Regions from separate parts of the Pan troglodytes genome. Here region 2 is linked to region 1. A link is a contact called in public HiChIP or PLAC-seq data. All regions are on one chromosome and are shown on one strand. The core of a region is the stretch at or near the end of the contact, and the rest is flanking DNA. Distances in the headings are between cores, read along the strand shown.

What was found. HiChIP or PLAC-seq counts read pairs in DNA pulled down with a chosen protein or histone mark.
Region 2: a contact with region 1 is called in an H3K4me3 HiChIP or PLAC-seq map of stem cell-derived excitatory neurons, with 2.9 times the contacts expected there. The contact joins the promoter of PIGY here to the promoter of PPM1K in region 1. A contact is called at or near these places in 1 of 7 Hi-C or Micro-C datasets (stem cell-derived neural progenitor cells) and 1 of 1 datasets of contacts at active chromatin or transcription factors (stem cell-derived excitatory neurons).

The regions. Positions count from the first base shown.
Region 1 is chr3:89,654,501-89,657,164 of NHGRI_mPanTro3-v2.0_pri, reverse strand. It overlaps PPM1K (protein phosphatase, Mg2+/Mn2+ dependent 1K), which reads left to right and starts at 1,337. Exons shown (of 7, transcript XM_063809667.1): 1 at 1,337-1,762. LOC134809893 (a long non-coding RNA gene) reads right to left here and starts at 1,389. Exons shown (of 4, transcript XR_010156627.1): 1 at 1,107-1,389.
Region 2 is chr3:89,893,946-89,896,609 of NHGRI_mPanTro3-v2.0_pri, reverse strand. It overlaps PIGY (phosphatidylinositol glycan anchor biosynthesis class Y), which reads left to right and starts at 1,336. Exons shown (of 2, transcript NM_001270955.3): 1 at 1,336-1,639. It overlaps PYURF (PIGY upstream open reading frame), which reads left to right and starts at 1,336. Exons shown (of 2, transcript NM_001270957.3): 1 at 1,336-1,639. The coding sequence starts at 1,437.

The DNA of each region.
Region 1 (2,664 bases), core at 88-2,587:
GCGTGCCTGTAGTCCCAGCTACTTGGGAGGCTGAAGTGGGAGGATCACTTGAGCCTGGGAAGCAGAGGTTTCAGTGAGCTCAGATAGCGCCACTGCACTCCAGCCTGGGCAGGAGTAAAACCCTGTCTCAAAAAAAAAAAAAAAAGAAAAAAGAAAAAAGAAAAAAAAAGAAAGAAAAAAGAAAAAAAAAAATCCAGGAAGTCTATGAAAAGACATCAACTCAACATAATATTACTCAAGGTTATTACTATAATTTGTGAGCCGTCAATATGAGAGTCACTCTCTAACCTGGTTATTAAATGCACTGGATTCAAAACAGTTGTCCCTGGCCTAGAATAACTAAAATGCCAAATCAAGTTAATTATTTATCTTTAAAATCTCTAATCTCTCTGCTCTTCTCTCCCTTCAGTGATATTGTCATAGTTTAATCAAAGTCATCTTCCACCTTAAATTTCATCTGTCATCATCTCCTAATCAGTTTCCCAATAGCTTATTTTAACTGTTCTTTGCACACTAACCAAAGTGATGTAAAGTCTAAACCCAGACCCTTTCACTTCTTTTTTTCGAATGCCTCAATAGAAGCCCATTAAATTTAAAATGTAATGCCAACTCCAAGCCCCTGTCTGCCTCATCTCTCTCACATCATGCTGTTCTTTCCCTCCCTCAATATGCTGGAGACACTTTGGCTTTCTTTCTGTTCTTCCAAAACGCCAGGCTGTCCCACCGAGAGACCTTTGTCTGCTGTCCCCTCTGCCCAAAATAATTCATCATTTTATTGGTTCCATGGCTGAATGACTGATGGTTTAAATGCCATCTTATAAGGTTCTCATATAACAATCGTATCTGAAGTTATCCTCCAGTGTCCACACCATGTCTATTTCTTTCCTTGACATGATTAATTACTATTGTATGTGCTTGCTTACTTGTTGGTTTTCTCCCTCTTCTTTGTTAGACTGAAAATTCTATGAGGGCAGCTATCGTGTCTAGCTGTGTTAGGGGCGTATCCCCAGTGCCTAGCAAATGTATAGCATACAAGACGTCCTTCAATAAACACAGAAATACTTGTTTAATGAATGAATAGACATTCCCGAAAGATCACAAGATACCTGTTCAGCCACGAAGAAGACTGCACTGTGCACTGCTTTTCAAAGACATGGCAGTGAAATCAGATGCCTTTCAAATTCTAAGCCTAAGCAGTATTGGCATTCCGTTCTCGGTTTCCTGGCTGTCACAACCACAGTCCCTTAGCCCGAAGCGAAACCCCCTCCGCGCTCCGCCCGCTGGCTAGGTACCAAGTCTCGCGGCCCCACCCACCGCGCAAGCGCGCCCCCTCTTTGGCTGGGGCGCTAACCTCGGGAGGGCGGGGCGCCGCCGCGAGCCACCACTGGCACAGGGTGACGTCGCTCCGCCGCGCAGCTGGAAGCCTGCGAAGTCAAATAGCAGCCGCGGGGAGGCTCGTTCCCATCGGCATCTGTGACTGGCTGCGATCGAGGGCCCGGGCGGCCGGCCAGCCGTCTCGCCGAGTGCCGACTGGCCGGATCTGCTGTCAGTCAGCGGGAACAGACTTCTCCCTCTCCATCTGGTCAACTGCGGGAGAAAAATTTTCGAGAATTTCCAGCAGGCAAGGCAGTGGCCGCTTTGACTGCTTGCTTCGGAGATCCGAGACGACGGAGAAGGCACTCTTATTTACCGACCAAGAAAGCTCCTCCCCCGTCCTCCGTTAGCTAATGAAAACATTTTTCAGGGACGTAGCCATCCAGAGGTAAGAGCCTAGAGAGTGCAATTCATTTATTTCTGCTAACCATGTATGCTGTTCTTTATTGGCGGTCGCGGAATGGAGAGTAAACGGAGAAGGGTTTCCCGGGAGGGCGAAGGGGAGACGTCGGTTTCCGTTCCCCCGCCCCCCGAGTCGGCGCTTGGCCGGCGGCCTCTCGGAGTTCTCAGAGCGCCGCTTTCTTCCCTTTGGAGGTCGTGAGCAGCTCGTCGGGGTGGGGCGGGGCCCAGCTGGGCTGCCTGCGCCCCGGGCGGCGGGTTTCCAGCCCAGACTGCGCTCGGCCTTGAATGTGGCCGCAGGCTGGAGGGCCGGCGCGGCGCGAGGCGGGCAGGGTGGGTGGACTGGAGACCCTTGCCCGAGGCCCCGGAAGCGAGGATGCTGCGGGGTGGGTGCCGCGTTGCCTCCCGGGCGAGGGAAACGTGGCGACAACGGGCTCGGTACGCCCAGAGGGAGGTTGGGAGGCGGAGGCCTGGCGGCAGAAGGTGCCGAGGGAGCCCAGCTATTTGCGAGGCTTCGCAGGCAGGCGGGCGTGTGTTCTTCCCACCGTGTGTCACCCTGGCCACCCGCCTGTCAGGGCCAGCGAGCCGAGGCCAGGATCCTGAGCTGTACCCAGGTGAGCATTTCAGGAGGTCCGGCATCGAGAAGGATGCACAGCCCCGGCTGGTTTTGATCCGAAGACTTGGGTTTTACTTTGCGCAGGGAGCGCTGTAGTACTCAAGGCATTGTAGCTGGTGATGTCTTTTTCAGCAGCCGCTTTCTGTACATGAGAGAATTCACCGGATGTGACAGAGGCTCCAGGTGGAAATAGCCAGGGAATTTGCAGTCTCAAAAGCTCCACGGGCTTTTCTGAGCCTCCCACTGTTAACGTGCAGCAAGGCCTCATCGGTTCT
Region 2 (2,664 bases), core at 87-2,586, 240 kb before region 1:
ATCCAGTAGAAGTGTTTCCTTTTTGGTATCCTATAAGCTACATTAACCTTAGAAAATCTTCTGAGCATTAGTGAACAAAGAACATCAAAAAATAAACTGTTTTTTTTTAAAAAAAAACAGGATGGCCCAAAAAACAAACAAAAAATTAGGATGAACATATAAACATTTGTCAGTTTATTTTTACATTGGAGTGGAAGAGAAATTTGAAAATATAAACATATTTTTGGATTCTGTACTTCCAGCTCCAGGAACTCAAAGTGTGAAATGATAATGCCCAGTGATGCAAAAAAAAGTTCAGGTTGATATTCAGCAGAACGGAGGGAAAAAATGGATGACTAATGAGAATCTTTGAGTCTTCGGACATGGAAAAACTAGATGAAATAAAAATAAAAATAGACAACATTAATGGAGCATTAATTTGTGCCAGGCACTTTTCTAAATGTTCTTCGAATGCACAATCACATTTATGCCCTACCTACAAGGTAGGTACAATTATTAGTCTTATACAGATAAGGAAAATGAGCAGTTAAGTCATTTGCCAAAGTCATCCAGCTACTGATTGTGGACAGGGAACCAAGCTGTCAGGCCCCAGAGCCCAAGTTCCCATCTACTACACTGTAAGAAAGAGATCTAACATGGTCACTTTCTTGGAGAGTGGGAAGCAAACCTGGGATACAAATTCACTGAATGGATCACCCACTCATTGAATGGATCTTTAACAGGCAGATCACATCTGCCTGTTACACAGTTATTTAGGCCCCTTGAGGCCTCCAAGCTCATTTATAGAAGTAAATTAGCTGTGCTTTATTACGCAAATACTTCACAGTGACTGGGTCTCAGGCAGGAAGAATTTATATATTTTGGAGGGTCAGAGGCCTAGGCCATTCCTTCCAGGTTCTCACTTTTTTTAATGAGAGAGAAAAAAGCCAAACAAGGTTACAGAAACTAATGGTATAGTAAAGATGTACATGAAACAAATGAGCGCTTTCAATACATCCATGACAATACATTCAATACAATACATAACAGTGTGTTTGAAACTTCACTTGGAGGTAACCACGTAGGTCCAAGCCTAACTCCCTACAACTCTGAGGCCTGGCCACTGGCTTCCTAGCATCCTTGCGACAGGCCCCGGTGAAAACCCAGACACCTTGACTTAAACACTGGTTTAGTTTGTAGTCTGGTAAGGCGGCGGGGCACTCACCAGAGGCCCCTGCCCTGGGGCTGTCCTCCGAACTATAGATGACGCCCGTGGGAAAAGCAGTCGGAGCAGAAGCACCCTCTGAACCAAAGCGCCCGCCCCGCCTACTCCTCGGCAGCGTTTCCTGGAGCACCAGGGGGCGGGGCCTGCCCGGCTGGCCTGGACGAACGGGAAGCCGGGAGCTCGGCCACGGGTGGCGAGGCTGCGGTGAGGCCTGGTCTCCGGCTGCCAGACCATGCTGAGTGGAGCACGCTGCAGGCTCGCCTCAGCGCTGCGGGGGACGCGCGCGCCGCCGTCCGCGGTCGCCCGTAGGTGCCTGCACGCGTCGGGGTCGCGGCCTTTGGCCGACCGGGGCAAAAAGACTGAGGAGCCGTCCCGCGCCTTCGATCCGGCGCTGCTGGAGTTCCTGGTGTGCCCGCTCTCCAAGAAGCCGCTCAGGTAACTCGCTGGCCTTGGCCCTTCCTTTGCAGCCTCCCGGTGGACGGAAAGGGAGCGGTGGACCGCGGCCTCTTGCAGCCACTGGGGCCTTGTAGGTCGGTCAGGTACTCTCCGCTGCCATATTCTGGACTCTGTCCTCGCCGGGCGCACAGCGGGCAGGACGGGGGAGACCGGAGGCCAGGGGAGCTGCGTCCCACCTCTCCCAGAACACATCGCCAGCCTGCGGGAATGGCTCGAAGCGTTTTAGGGTTCGCCACCGGCTGCGCATTGCAATCACCCGGGGACCGTTTTAAAAATGCCGATTCCCCGACAGCCCCCAAGACGGGCAGACTTGGAATGCTCGCGGAATGGGACCTGAACATTTGTATTTTCTTTCTTTCTTTTTTTTTTTTTCCTTTTAAGAGACCGGGTGCCCCCTACGTTGCCCAGACTGGCCTAGAACTCCCGCCTCAGCTTCCTCAGGAGTCGAGAGACAGGCGCCGCCCCCACGCCCAGCTTATTTGTGTTCTTAAACGGTCCCTAAATGATTTCTAACGTACCACCAGGTTTATGAACCACTGCGATTCAGGACAAGTCCAAAGCCTTCCGGTTTTTAAGCCAAGATAATGAAAAGTATTGTTGTACCCTCCAGATTCTTGTGAAAGTGTCTTGTACAACTGGTGCCTGACAATCTTAAGCAATTCAGCTGTGTTTGCTGCCCAGTGGCTCTTAGTTGTGGCCTAGCAGGTTTCGTAGAAGCCTCTTTAACTAGTTTTTGGGAAGACAGCTCTACAGTTTCCAAGCTACCAAAATTGAATATTGACAACACTAACGCTAGTATTACAAATCGCATAAACACCAAAATGTTATCAGTGGTTATCTTTGAATGGTAGATTGCTAGCAATTTTTCGTATTTCTTTTTCCCGTAATAAACATATTATTCAATTTTCTCGAACCTTGAAATTATCATTTGATTTACGTTTATAACTAGCTCACTGCAGACTTAGTGCTTTCGAAAGTTTCTTCATTTCTGCCCTCTCACCTTT